2 separate regions of the Rattus norvegicus genome follow, and region 2 is linked to region 1. Evidence: chromatin contacts called from public HiChIP or PLAC-seq data. All regions are on one chromosome and are shown on one strand. Each heading gives the region's core, a stretch centred on a gene start, on an enhancer-like site or on the middle of the called end of the contact. The rest is flanking DNA. Distances are from core to core; before and after follow the strand shown.

Region 1 (3,294 bases), core at 497-2,996:
TCCTGAGTTCAAATCCCAGCAACCACATGGTGGCTCACAACCATCTATGATGGGATCCGATGCCCTCTTCTGGTGTGTCAGAAGACAGCTACAGTGTACTCATATACATAATAAATAAATCTTTAAAAAAAATGGGTGCGCACCACAACATCTGAACTCCTGGTCTAGCATATGAAAGCCTTCTTGCGCCTTCATCTGGCGACTCTTACCCCAACCTCATTGCTTTCCTCTCCATTTTCCTAGCACCCCAGCCTCCTGCACATTCTAGCTATTTGGCGGGAACACCACCTACTTTCAGGCCCCTGCCATTGGGTGTGCTTCTGCCTGGAGCATCTTTCCATCCTTCTCTGGGGTTCCTTTAAGGCTTCATTCAAAAGTCATCTTGCTTTGGAGAACTTCCAGACAGCCCCAGGCTCCTCGGACTCGCCCCTGTACCTTGGCCCTGCCTTCCACTGTATCTATCAGGCCATGAGGTGCAATTAATGATTTGCTTATCTATGATTTGCTTATCTATCTCCTTTCTTTCCACTGTACTTTCATAACTTTAGTTTCATTTTAATTTTTGTTTTTGTTTTCCTGTAGTTCCAGGGCTGGGGAGGAAACCCAGGGTCTCAAACATGCTAGGCAAGCGCCCACTAAGACATGGCCCCCATTGTAGAGTGTGGTGCTTTGAATTTTTGTTTGTTGCTGCTCTCCTTTGGGAGTGTGTGTGGCTAGGAGGCAAGGAATGGGTCTACTGAGACCAGGATTGAGTTAAAAGGCTATGGAGTCAGCTCCATTGTTTGAACTTGGCTCTACCTTGTGTCAACTACATAGTTATTAAGACTACCACAGGGGATTGGGGATTTAGCTCAGTGGTAGAGTGCTTGCCTAGCAAGCGCAAGGCCCTGGGTTCGGTCCCCAGCTCCGAAAAGAAGAAGAAGGAGAAGGAGAAGGAGAAGGAGAAGAAGAAGAAGAAAGACTACCACAGATCTTACATTTTTAACTTGAGAAATAGATCCCCACCAAACGTATTAAGAACCATCAAGAACCCAGCTGACGGACGTTGGTGGCACACACCTTTATTTCCAGCACTCAGGAGGCAGAGGCAGGCGGACCTCTGAGTAACAGGCCAGCCTGGTTTATAGAGTGAGTTTCAGGACAGCCAGGGCTACACAGAGAGACCCTGTCTTTAAAAACAAACAAACAAACAAACAAAAACAAACCCCAGCTGAATGGTACACCTAGACACGTATTTAATAGTTCTGGCAATTCTTATAATTCGAGTTTTGACCTTGGCAATTTTTTAACAAGACAAAACAAAAACAAAAACAGGATCTTGCTATGTAGCCCAAGCTGGCCTTGAACTCTGTCCCCGTGTCTCAACCTCCCAAGGGCTGGTATTACAAGCCATATCATTCTGTTTTGACTGTAGGATCTGCCTTAGAATTGGGTAGAGCTAGGAGATCTATGCTCTAATTATAGTCTGCCTCTACATCACTTGCAAGACTCATTTCCCCGGTAGCAGTGATTGGAGCAGGTCCCTCTGAGGGCTACTCAATCTGTCCTGCTGTGGACTTAGAAGGGATGTGGTAGGGAATGCAATGTGTGTGGCCAGCACAGACAGCTCAGTGTCCAGCAGAGGGCCCTGGCCAGACCATGGCCAACAGGATGGGAGGAAGGGCCATATCCAAGCCAGACGCCTGACTGGAGGCGGACCCAGCTGCCAGCTGCCTCTCTTAATTCCACACAGTCCTTAGGTCCCTCGCCCTCACCTCTCTGAGGCAGCTGTGCCCTGCTTTCCTGGCCATGCGGTGGCTGTGGCCCCTGGCTGTCTCTCTTGCTGTCGTGTTGGCTGTGGGGCCGAGTGAGGTCTCTGGGGCTGCCACCTTATCTTTGGGTGGTCATAGAGCCAAGGTCCAGGAGCAGCAGAGTCGACCCCGAAGAGGTACCAAGGACGAGGGGCCCAAGGAGGTACAGCACTATGTACCTGAGGAGTGGGCTGAGTACCCCAAGCCCATCCACCCTGCTGGCCTGCAGCCCACCAAGCCTTTGGTGGCCACTAGCCCCAACCCAGACAAGGATGGGGCCACCTCAGAGAGTGGACAAGAGCTGAGGACCAACCTGACCGGGACACCAAGTCAGAGGCTGCAGATTCAGAACCCCCTGTATCCGGTGACCGAGAGCTCCTATAGTGCCTATGCCGTCATGCTCCTGGCTCTGGTGGTATTTGCTGTGGGTATCGTGGGCAATCTGTCTGTCATGTGCATTGTGTGGCACAGCTACTACTTGAAGAGTGCCTGGAACTCTATCCTTGCCAGCCTGGCTCTCTGGGATTTCCTGGTCCTCTTCTTCTGCCTACCAATTGTCATCTTCAATGAGATCACCAAGCAGAGGCTACTTGGGGATGTTTCTTGCCGAGCAGTGCCCTTCATGGAGGTGAGTATGTCTTTCTATAGCCCAATTGTAGGCTAATCCCAGGGAAAGGGCTCTAGTGTCTGCAAAGACCCGGAGAACAGATCTGTAAGTGTGTATAATCCCAGCACTCTGGGGTTCTCATTCATCTAGTTTTCTCTGTGTCATTGGGGAAGGAGACAAACCCCATCAGGGAGGGAAACAAACTCAATATTGGCTTCTGGTAGCTCTCAGGAAAGCAAGCCAAGCCAGATGAACAGGCAGGTATGCAAGACCACTGACTTGGGACCAACAACCTAGTCTGCTGTAGGAGTAGCTGCACAGAGGACACACCCTTTTCTCTAGATTCTGAGCTGTCTCTGATGTCTCCCTCTGCCAAGCCCTTTCTCTTTTATCCTCCTTTTTCTTTTATTGTGCCTCTTGCTTGCCTTGTACCCATGGCTCCTGTTTTTTTTTAACCCTTTGGTGTCCTGACATTCTAGCAGTTTTCTACTAACACCCCAGGTTGAGTCTGTGTTCATTCCCCGTGGGTGCAAACACTAGGACAGGGCCCTTTTTCCTTTCCTGTCTGAAATTATTGTCACCTTTTTTCAAGGTCATCTCCATTACTGTCCTCCTAAGGCCTCTCTGAGAGGCAAGCCCTACTTCTGGGTACTTATAAGAACAGTAGTGTCAGCTCTGTCACTGTATTTTGCTTCACACTGGACATATCTCATCTCTTCCCCCTGCTTCCTTAGCTAGCAAGCAGTGAGGGTAGACCAGATGGCCCTTCTAGCTGGTTTGCTCTATTATTCTGAAGTGTAGTTCTGAACATCCTTGGATGGGGACTTCCTTGTTAGAATAAGCACCTGGGTGAGAATGGCTGTGTAGACAACAGAGAGACAGCTTAATCAAACTACT
Region 2 (3,472 bases), core at 745-3,244, 510 kb before region 1:
TCTTGGTAGCCTTTCGGACACTCTGCCTGTCACCCCAACAAGACCGGGTCCCTTATTTCTCTTTCATAACCTATAGGCATCCTCCTGTGTTTACCCACAAACTCAAGTTCACTGTTGGAGATGTGTGCTTGAAGCATTTGGAACATAGTAGTGTTGGGGGAGGGGGGATCACCGGAGAGAAATATTGATCTAAATATAAGACTGAAATCTCACAAATGTATTGTGTTGGCCTTCCTTTCCACTCTGAGAAGCATCCAAGGAGTGAAGTCATGTTGACATTACCAGTGTGGCCGCAAGGGCCCCATGCACGATCTCAATGTCAGTGGGCAGTTGGGTTTCTGATGCCCATTTGCACGACTTCTGTCTTTTGTCCTTGGGACTGCAGGGCCAAGAAACCTCAGCAGCCCTTGTCAGTGAGCACCGGGGAAAGAGAGTCAGTGTAATCCAAGGTGGCTTCAAACTTATGATCCCTTTGCCTTAGCCTCCTGAGTACTGAGAGTACAGGTCTGTGTCACCCATACAAAATGGCATCTTCTTAAAACAAGGCACCCGTACGCAGGCTGGGGGTATTCTGAGAAGTACAAGAATTCCAACCGACGAGTGTCAAGTTAAATGAAGTCTCTTAAAACTCTGTTTATTGACGATGTACTAACGCCAGGCACAAGCACGTCACCTGCACTACCTCCTTTAATCCTTTCAGAACTATTAGAAGACAAGACATACCGTTCTTGTAGGAAACTGAGGTAGCCAGAGATAAAAGAACTTGTTAAACCCGGGGGCAGCAGACTTGAACTCTGCGCCTTCAAAGCCCACACCTTTAGCCATTACACACAGAGCAAGGGGCTTGTGGGAGGTATTAATTCTGCAGCTGTCTCATCCCTCCAAAGGACAATGTGCATTCGCGGACAAAAGTCATATTAAAGTCATTTCCCTGGCTACCTGAGAAAGATCCTGTCTACTGCCTACTTCCCCTTATCCTATGACTCTGAGTGTCTAGGTGGGGCCTCAGGCAAGACCCTGGAGCTCTAATCCTGACTGTTCCCAGACCAGGGAGAGAGCATTTTGCTTTCTCTCCCAACCACCAACCCCAGCACCTTGAAAATAAATCAGTCTTCCTGATTGTTGGCTGAAGCTGGGAGAGGGTAAGATCCTCAGGTCCTGAGTCCCTGGTGGCAGGTGTTCTGTGTCACGCACAGCCTCAGCTGCAGTCTGGAAGGCCCCAAGTCAGGAGGCAAGCGCCTTAAGCTCAGCCCCATCTCAAGATTGAAGATAGTTGCACAAGGATGTGGGTACCATCTTGTAATTTCTCCTCTCTTCTTCCTCCCACTTCTCTGCAAGGTTCAGTTGAACCTCTACTATTTGCTAGATAACTTCCCGGACTTCCTGTTACCTCTCACCCAAGGGTTCCAGATCAGACAGCATGACCCTTGCAGGGTCCCAAAGTGGACGGAAATGGATGGGCGGCTCCAGAAGCAGGTTAGGACTCTTCGTCGATCCATCTGCACCTTTCTCTGGAACAACTGAGGTAGTTAGAGGACCTGGGCTGGAGGACCTCTCCTGGAAGTGATGGTGGCGGGTCCTCCTGTAAAGGAAAGGCTCAATTGTGCTAAGGTTTCCTGTCCTGACAACTCCCGGCGTAGCCCCCGCCACGCAGCAGCCGCCTTTCTGCGGCCGGCCGGCTGGAGAGGCGGGGCAGGAAGGCTAACGCAGGAAAGGGTTACGGGAATAGCTTTCCAATGACAAAGTCTGGAAGGGACCCATGCCTCCGCCCCTCTGCGGGTTAAGCTGGCACAGTGCAGGGAGGAAAGCGAGGGCGATCCGTAGCCGGGCCTCCCCTCCCGCCCACCCCCAGCCGCGGGCGCTCCTGGCTCGGCCCTCCGCCGAGGCAGCCGGCGTGTGCCTAGGGCAGCGGGTCACCAGGCTCCGCCCCTGGCCGCCCGGCCCGGGGGACGGCACTTTGTTCAGGATGCCGCCTCCTTCTCGTAGTAGAGCCGGAGCCCGCGACCGCCCTAGTGAGAGGCTGGAGGCCGGAGCGCGCGGCGCGGGCTGAGACTCGCGCGGGGAGCCGGCTGGGCCCCGGGAATCCCCGGGAAACTTTCTGGTCGCAAGGAGAAGACGCTCGGCACTGCGCTGCTCGGGCGATGCGCGACTCTGAACAGCGGCGGCGCGGACCCACAACCCGGGACCAGAGTCGCTCCGGTGAGTGGCCCGCACGGGGCGGGCGAGGCGGCGGCGCTGAGCTCTGCACTTGGAAGGGCTGGAGTCAGCCCAAGGGAGGAGAGTCTGGTGCCCGAGGGAGGCTGCGGGCTGGCGCAGGAGAAGCGCGGGATAGTAACCGGGATGCTAGTGGCTTCGCCCGAGAGCCTAGACGGGGCAGCTGGACCTTGTGACTGTCCTAGGGTTGACAATGCGACCATCTAACTACAACCCTCTGAGCTTCAGTTTCCCTTCCTAAGAAATACCTGCCATTTAAAGTGCGCTAAGTTCCTGCAATCAAAGGCACTAAATGCTGTGTTATTACACACACACACACACACACACACACACACACACACAGAGAGACAGAGACAGAGACAGAGACACACAGAGACAGAGACACACAGAGACAGAGACACACAGAGACAGAGACACACAGAGAGATACCTCCTGACATACGTAGTCAAGACAGACCACCACCACCACCATCACCACCACCACCACCACCACCACCCACTCTGAAGCAGATAGTTAACTCTGAACATCCCAGAAGGAGCTAAAAGAAGAGCTGGGGCAGGTGACCTGGCTAGGCTGTTCCAGAAATGTGCACTGCCCAGCCACCACTACCATCCCCCTGCACCGGAGGGGGGGCGGCTATGCGGAGAAGCGCCCTCTTCAAGGCTGTTTCTTCTGGCGTCTGCCCAGGACGTCCGGGAGCAGAAAGAGCATCTCGTGGGAGAGAGGAGGGAGGAGAAAAGAGAAGCTGGGAAAATGTGAGAGAGATGCTCACCTGAGGGTGCGAGCGCGGTGCCTGGGCTTTTGTGGTCCCTTTTAATCTTCAGAGTCTACCAGAACTGGCCATAGGATAGAGAGTGGGCCAAGTCTGCTGATGGCAAAAAGGGAAGGAAGGAACTGGGGCGGACCTGAGTGGTGAGTGGCTCGGGCAGTGCACTAGAGTAATGTCCATCCAGCAAAGAGAGTCCCTTGTCCCCCAGAGCTGAACACAGGAAAATCAGCTGGTGACTCAATGGGACTTTGTTAGGACGGTCGGTCGGAGAGCGCAGCTGGCGCCGGCTTAAGGGAAGTGCTGGATCCCCCCTTGATAACACACTGTTTATCTGGCTTCCTGTTTCAGCCATTGGGATACCATTGGCTGGTTCAAATTCAATGCTGAGAAGCCTGTGGCCAGTTCTCCCGACAAAGGCTGTGGGCTCATACAGACTTTGGCACTGCCACCTACTTCAATCCCTGGGCTTTTGGCACCCCTGTCACTCAC

Evidence for each region. HiChIP or PLAC-seq counts read pairs in DNA pulled down with a chosen protein or histone mark.
Region 2: an H3K27ac HiChIP or PLAC-seq map of oligodendrocytes shows a contact between it and region 1, with 5 times the contacts expected there. The contact joins the promoter of Nav1 here to the promoter of Gpr37l1 in region 1. A contact is called at or near these places in 4 of 12 Hi-C or Micro-C datasets (the A7r5 cell line, Schwann cells, frontal cortex and 1 more) and 1 of 1 datasets of contacts at active chromatin or transcription factors (oligodendrocytes).

Annotation. Positions count from the first base shown.
Region 1 is chr13:49,155,656-49,158,949 of GRCr8, reverse strand. Gpr37l1 (G protein-coupled receptor 37-like 1) reads left to right here and starts at 1,746. Exons shown (of 2, transcript NM_145784.2): 1 at 1,746-2,418. The coding sequence starts at 1,789.
Region 2 is chr13:49,669,526-49,672,997 of GRCr8, reverse strand. It overlaps Nav1 (neuron navigator 1), which reads left to right and starts at 1,994. Exons shown (of 33, transcript NM_001427517.1): 1 at 1,994-2,199. LOC102553722 (a long non-coding RNA gene) reads right to left here. Exons shown (of 3, transcript XR_010057209.1): 1 at 2,987-3,472; 2 at 1,398-1,582.